Linked DNA regions of Mus musculus: region 1 is linked to region 2. The links are chromatin contacts, called in public Micro-C maps. All regions are on one chromosome and are shown on one strand. The core of a region is the stretch at or near the end of the contact, and the rest is flanking DNA. Distances in the headings are between cores, read along the strand shown. Region 1 has its middle 28 kb from the start of Fbxo28. Region 2 has its middle 18 kb from the start of Gm33669.

What was found. Hi-C and Micro-C count contacts between places; a contact is called where the count stands out from the background.
Region 1: a Micro-C map of the G1E-ER4 cell line shows a contact between it and region 2. The contact joins two enhancer-like sites. A contact is called at or near these places in 1 of 484 Hi-C or Micro-C datasets (the G1E-ER4 cell line), 1 of 115 datasets of contacts at active chromatin or transcription factors (embryonic stem cells) and 1 of 9 other capture datasets (embryonic stem cells).

The regions. Positions count from the first base shown.
Region 1 is chr1:182,367,654-182,371,209 of GRCm38.p6, reverse strand. No RefSeq gene overlaps it. Among named protein-coding and RNA genes, the nearest start is that of Fbxo28, 28 kb to the right of the region's middle. Within about 2 kb of position 1,324, at least 88 of the 459 cell types and tissues checked have an H3K27ac peak or open chromatin away from gene starts, as enhancers often do. A contact at or near this core is called in the G1E-ER4 cell line, where this site is marked.
Region 2 is chr1:181,858,722-181,862,263 of GRCm38.p6, reverse strand. No RefSeq gene overlaps it. Among named protein-coding and RNA genes, the nearest start is that of Gm33669, 18 kb to the left of the region's middle. Within about 2 kb of position 1,368, at least 164 of the 459 cell types and tissues checked have an H3K27ac peak or open chromatin away from gene starts, as enhancers often do. A contact at or near this core is called in the G1E-ER4 cell line, where this site is marked.

The sequences.
Region 1 (3,556 bases), core at 75-2,574, 510 kb before region 2:
AAACACAGGGCGGGGCTTCTTTAGGGCCGATATAATGTGCTGGGCAGACTCGAACTCAGACAAAGAGATTAGTGAACCTTGACGCATACAGTGCAAAATGGGAGTGGCTGAAAAAGCCCACTGATGAGGACATGAGACAGAACCAGTGTGCCAGGTGTGGCGGCTCAGACCTATAATCCCAGTACCTGGGTGGCTGAGGCAGGAGCATTGCAGCATGTTTAAGTCCAGCCTGAGTTACAAAAATCAAAGCAAAGAAAGAGGAAGGAGAGAGGACACCGAGTGCCTTCTGCCAGAACTCACGGTGACAACTAATTGTGAGTGTGTTGTCGCTGTTCAGGTGGCCCCGACATGCCACACACACACATGCCACACACACACACACACACACACACACACACACCCCAGCAGGTTCCTGAGGGCTGGGTGAGAAAAGAAGCTGCATCCTGAGCAAATTGCTGAACCCCTCCCCACCCCCACGCAGGCAGCAGATAAAGGATTCCTCCACAGTCTTTCAGGACTTCCAATCCTCCCTGGCCTCTGCCAGAAGATAGTTTTTCTTCAGTCCTCAAGGAGCAGCAGCAAGTCTATACTGGAGTAGGCATGCTCAGACCTTCCTGGCTTCATGAGTTCAGTTCCTGCTCCCCTTGTTATGAACTGCACGAGGCACACAGTAATATAAGTTCAGATCAGTCTGGGACAGCACAGGAGATGCTGGCTTTGAAAATGTCCCTGGTGGCTTGGGAACCTGCTGTATTTTCATTCATGTATTCATCCATCCATCCATCCATCCATCCATCCACCCATCCGTCTGTCCATCTATCCATCCATCTATCCTCCCACACTCACCTCTATCAAATGCAGAGCTAGGCAAGTGCTCTAGCTACCACCAAGGTACATCCCAGCTTATGCAAAACTGTCTACTAGCCTTTTCCCTAGAGAAAATGTTGGGTATAATTCATACAGCTACACATGGTACAGACCCCTTCTGACATCACCATTACATCATCTTGAAGTACGAACCAAAGAGACGCAGTCAGTTTTAGAGGAGTTTTCTTGTTTGTTTGTTTTTACCTAATGTCTTTTGAATTCAGGTATGAACCTCCTGCAATTGCCTGTGTCAGGCCCTATAGCTCGCCACCAGCTTCACAGGTCAGATTCTGAGCATGTGGATTAAAGGAAAGGCTGTGGGTGCTCCGGGAACTCTTCTCTGCCCACAAAAACCACAACCTGGATACATCTTTACCGGGAGAGGAAATATCAGCTTTTTCTGAAAAGCAGCATGACCTAATAGAGAGCTCTCTGCCTCCAGCTTCCTCTGTAATTGCCAAACACAGCCTTCCACGTCTCCTAGAATTGGCTTTAGAACTGCATGACCAGCTGGCACAGAGATGCATACCTGCAAGCCCAGCTTTGGAGGCAGGAGGATTGCTTGACCCAGGGTTTGAGGCCAGCCTGAACAACAAATTGATCCCCTACTTCCCAATAGTGTACTTCTGATCTGAAGATGAGGCCAACAGAAAGTGTGACTGGTGTGTTTTCCTGCGGAATACATAAAACCACAAGGGCTCTCGGGGTCACTGCTGTTTCTCAATTCTTCCTAGAAGGAAGTAGGACGAGCATACCAGAAACCCGATTTCTAAGTGCTTGCCTATGGCACTGGCTTGGTAGGACTTCTTCTACAGGCATCTCCAAGAAAAGCAGTTCAGGGGTTAGAGGTACAGCTCAGTAGAAGAGCATTTGTCTAAGATGCAGAAAGCCCTGTGTCCAATCTCCAATAACGGAGACCGCGTGAGAGAGAGGCAGACAGACAAACAGAGAGACAGACAGACAAAGACAGAGATTTTAAAAGTCAATTTCTGAGCTAGTTCAGACTCTAAGAGAGGCTGTGACTCAGAAGAGTGAAGTTAAATACCCTTTTAAAAATTTTCCCAACCATGCTTTTAGACGGGTCCCTTACCTATTTCCTCCTTTCTCATTTCAGAGACATCCGGGAAGACTCCGGGGATACGGTTATTATACTCAAGCCCTGCCAAGAAACAATTGTAAGAAAAGGAGCTATTTTGACTGGGTCAAGAGGAATAATTATGCTGCCTAAAAATACACCGAGTCTGAGGGAAGAAAATGAGAAGCTTTATGAAGAAGGTGAGCAGCACTTCCTCTCTGGCCACCTTTCAGCGCTGTGTGGTTTACTCTAATAGCAGCCTGTCGTTTCAAGCCAGATGATTCAGTGGCCAGGCCACAGCTCACAGAGCATTTCATCTGCGGACATCCGTCCTGCCTGTGAAGAAATGGGCATTTAGTCATGCAAAGGAAAACGATACCCTCCTGACCAGTGTCCAGCCAGAAGACACTGGTCGTCTGCTTTTACTTGCAAGCAGATGAAAGGGAGCCGGTGGGGCTGGACCTGGTCATTAGAGAGCCTGGCTTCTTTCTGATGGTCCAACAGGACAGGTTGTTTCAACTTTTACACATCAAGACCTGAAACTGAAGCGTGAGAATCTACTATCGTAACTGCCCTCTTCCTATGCCTCCACTGAACTGCCTTCCCCGCAGGAGTGTAAGGGGATGGATGAACTGGTGTTTGGGGCAGGAGAATCGTGAATTATGAGGTCACCACACTGCATTTTCCTGCTTAATTGAGAGGAAGTGCAGCATTCTTTCAGACCTATTTTCTGACTAAGTCAGCAGACCCCACCTAGAATCTGACCTCTTCTCTGAACAGATAACCACAGAGTCAAATGATTTCCAGACTCATAGCCATGTGCTGCTAGATGTCTGGACCTGGCTGCTTGGATCAGAACTTTTTGCCTGTGGCTTCTCTACAATACCTGGCTCAGTCTCAAGCTCCAGCAGCAGCGCATGCCTGGACCTTTGCTGTGCACGTACACGGCTCGCCTTCTGCTCAATTATTACCTTCACTTTTAGACTCCTGGATCAGGCCAGTCCTTACAATGTGGAGACAATGGAGACATTGTCAGTTTGAAAGAGCCAGACCCAGAGTTCATGATTAAAGAGGAGAGACAGCCCAAGGTTCAGTGAGCATGCTTACCAAGGACGTAAGGCTTCCTGTAAGCCTTACATGTCCTCATTACATATGTGCGCTTCATCAATTGTAGGTGCCATTTGGACTCTAAAAGGTGATCATCTCAGGACTTACATGTAGAGCACATTCCTTAAAAAAGTGTGCTTACTCCCAAGGCAGGATTATATAGTTACCTGTTGCTGTGCCAACAGTACCACGTAAGCCACAAGGACAATAAGCTCACTGTTCCTCTAAGACCCGAGTGCTTAGAAGCTACAAGAAGGGCATAAATTCTAGGAAACACCCAGAATGCGCAATTGCATGCGTCTCCATGGTCTGTGTTCTGGTTCTAGGTGTTCAAATGTGTTAGGTGTCTGAGATAAGAAGGGCATTTTGGACAATAAAAAGTTACCAGTATGGACCAAAAGGAATGTTCCACTGGGATCAGAAGGTTTGGTTGGAGGACTTCCCTGGGCACTGATTGGATGGCTTCTGATTTCTCTCTAAAATGAGGGAAAGTGCTTCTAGATCCTA
Region 2 (3,542 bases), core at 119-2,618:
CCTCAAAGATAGGAAGCTCTCCTCCTTGGGAATGTCATGCTGGGAGAGGGGAAAGCGACCAACCCAAGTGGTCACCTTTCATGACAGTATTGAAGTTTACGCAGAGCTGGTGGTGGGCAGGACTATGCCTTACTGATGACTTAGGCAGAACCTTGCCTTCTTTTTAAGCAGGACCCCAAGATGGACATGGGAGAGGGAGTCCATCTTTGTCCTTCTCAACGTGGTCACATCTCTTTTTTTCTACATTTTACTGTGAGTCTGGCTCTTTTAGTTGTCTTATGGAGAGAGGCTAGCTGAACCTGTTTTGTTGGTACACAAGCTGTGAACCCCAAATTGGGTAACACTACTGATGGGTGCTGTTTTTCAGTCAAGGTAAACCCCTGGGGGGAGGGGCTGCTTTGTTTTTGTTTGTTTGTTTTTTCTTCTGTTTTTTTTTGAGACAGGGTTTTTCTGTGTATCCCTGGATGCCCTGCACTCTCTCTCTGTAGACCAGGCTGGCCTCCTGCCTCCGCCTCCCAAGTACTGGCATGTGCTACCACACCCATCTTAAAGCTGCTTATCTTTAAGAATAAGGCACCCTAACTAGAGTTGGGGACATAGCTGTGTTGGTAGAGTCTGTATCTTGCAATCACAGAACCTGGGCTCAGATCATCAGCAGAGAATAAACCAAGTATGATCAGTCACACCTGTAATCTCAACCCTCTGAGGTGGAGGCAGGAGGATTGGAAATCCAAGGTCATTCAAGGTTGGCCTAGACTATGTGAGACCCTGGGGGGGGGGGGTAACCAAGTGTCATTTGTTTTGTTGTTCTTTGTAGTTTTGGTTTTTCTTTTTTGTTGTGGTTTGTTTTTGAGACAGGATTTCAAGTTGTAGGCAGGTTGGTCCCAAACTCACAGCAATCCTCTTGAGGCAGCCTCTCAAGTGCTGGGATCAGGCCTGGCTGATCAAATTACATTGTTGCAAATATTCTCTGACTGTTCCTGTTTTGTTTTGGTTTGTTTTGTTTTTGTTTTTTTTTCGAGACAGGGTTTCTCTGTATAGCCCTGGCTGTCCTGGAACTCACTCTGTAGACCAGGCTGGCCTCAAACTCAGAAATCCACCTGCCTCTGCCTCCCGAGTGCTGGGATTAAAGGCGTGCACCACCACGCCCGGCTGACTGTTCCGTTTTAAGGACCGAGTTATGTTTGGGGGAAATTTCCTGAAATTTAATGGTTTTTCCAGCTATCAGGGCCTGGACAGTTCCTATGGAGGATGGAGGGCCTCCCCTCCACCAGTCAGGGCTCTATCTGCCCTTAACTTTACACATCAGGCTCTGTAAGAGCAGCTTCCTGATGCTCGTATTGCAACACAAACCAAACCGCAGAGGTTATGACTTCTGTTTCTTCTCTCAAGAACCACCATGTGGAGCAAGCCCCACCCACTTCCTGCTCCCGTGCTGGGCAGCAACTGCCACTTGCTTCAGGATGTGAGGTCAAACTCAGGTCCAAACAATACTAAGGCCACACCCCAGCCCTGCTTTCTGCCAAACAACCCAGCGTTACAAGGAATGGCTGTAAGGAGAGGCAGGCTAGCTGGGTTCACACCTTCTAGAGCCGTGCTTCTCAACCTTTGTAATGCTGTGACCCTATAATACTCTTCCTCATGTCGTAGTGACCCCCAACCATACAAGTGTGTGTGTGTGTGTGTGTGTGTGTGTGTGTGTGTGTGTGTGTACGCACACCAGAAAAGGGAATCAGATTCCTTTACAGATGGTTGTGAGCCACCATGTGGTTGCTGGTAATTGAACTCAGGACTTTCAGAAGAGCAGTCAGTGTTAACTGCTGAGCCATCTTGTCAGCCCCACAAAACCATTTTTGTTGCTACTTCATAACTGTAACTTTGCTACTGCTATGAATCGTAATTGAATTCCTTTCTCTCTTCCTCAGTGATGCAGTATAGGCTAGATTAGACCAGATTAAAAGTAGATAAAGGCAGGTTTATTAGGAGGCAGCTCTCAGGAGGATTCACTGACTTCACAGAAGGGCAATGGAGTCACGCATCCCGTATAAAGCAAGGGGGTTTTATAGAACTTAGGTAAGGAGTGATGGCCTGTCAGTTAGGGGCTGGGATTATGCCTATATATGATCAAAAACTGAGCCCTTGGGTGGGCACTCTTGGGTGGGTTGTCTGAACACTGCGATGAGGAGTAATGACCTGTTACCCTGGAGTTTTCTTCTAGCAGGAGGAAAGGGGTGTTCAATGTGTGGGCTGGGTTGATGGATGAAGAGCTTGTGCAGGGCGGAGCAGGGGTCCCAGGCAAAAAGTACGTAAATCTGTGTTTTCCAGGGTTCTTAGGTAACCCTTGTACAAGGATCATTCGAGCCCTCCCACCAGGGAGTCACAACCCACAGGTTGAGAGCCTCTGTGTTAGACCTTTGAAATGGGTTCATCAGCCCTAGTGTTGGAGCATAAGCCTCGGGTGTGATCCCTGTGTGATCCTTGGGTGTGATCACACACACACACACACACACTGACACACACATGCACATACACATATATACATACACATATACACTGACACATGCACACACATACACTCTGATACACACACACATACACACACAAGAAACAGACAGACAAATGTGATGCAATCTATATTTATGCATGACAATGTCAATTTGTCATCTGAAGTGGAAACTTAAGGGTTCTTTGGAAAGTCAGTTGTTGTTGTTGTTATTATTATTATCTATTATAAATAGATTTGACAAGCAGAATGATGCAGCATTGTGATCTCAGTGCTGGGGAGGCAGAGGCAGGAGCGTCCTGGTCAGCCAGTCTTGCTGACTCTGTGGGCTACACAGGTCCAGTGAGAGACATTTCTTAAGAAAATAGAGTGGAGTGTGGTCAGAGGGGACTTGATTTACTGTATATGAGGGAGTGTTTTACCCACATGTGTGTATGTGTAGCACTTGCATGCCTGGTGCCTGCAGAGGTCAGAGGAAGACATCAAATCCCCTGAGCTGGAATTGCAGATGGCTGTGAGCCATTATGTGGGTGCTGGGAATTGAACCTAGGTCCTCAGCAAGAATAGGAGGGGCTCTTAACCTCTGAACCATTTCTCCAGCCTTAAAATCTCTTTGCAATGACATTAAGAACCTCAAGAAAGGGACCAAATTTTCCAGTAGCATCTACAGAGAGGCTGTATGGTCTTCATATTAATAATTTAAAAGAAAAAGTGTGTGTATGTATGTATGTGTACATGTGTATGTGTGTTTGAATTTGATTCCCTGGACCCACATGCTGGACGCAGAAAATTGACTTTAAAAGCTGTCTTCTGACTGTCACAGGTGTACTGTGGCATGCATATGTTCATATGCACACATACACATGTGCACACAATACACATATACACACATACACATATACACAAACACACATACATATATACACATTCTCATACATAATAAAAATAAATTTAAAGAAATAAAATGAAATAAAAGAATTTAAGAATTGTTGCAGTAAATCTCCGTCCAACCCAATAAGCCCGTGCAAAAAGCACACAA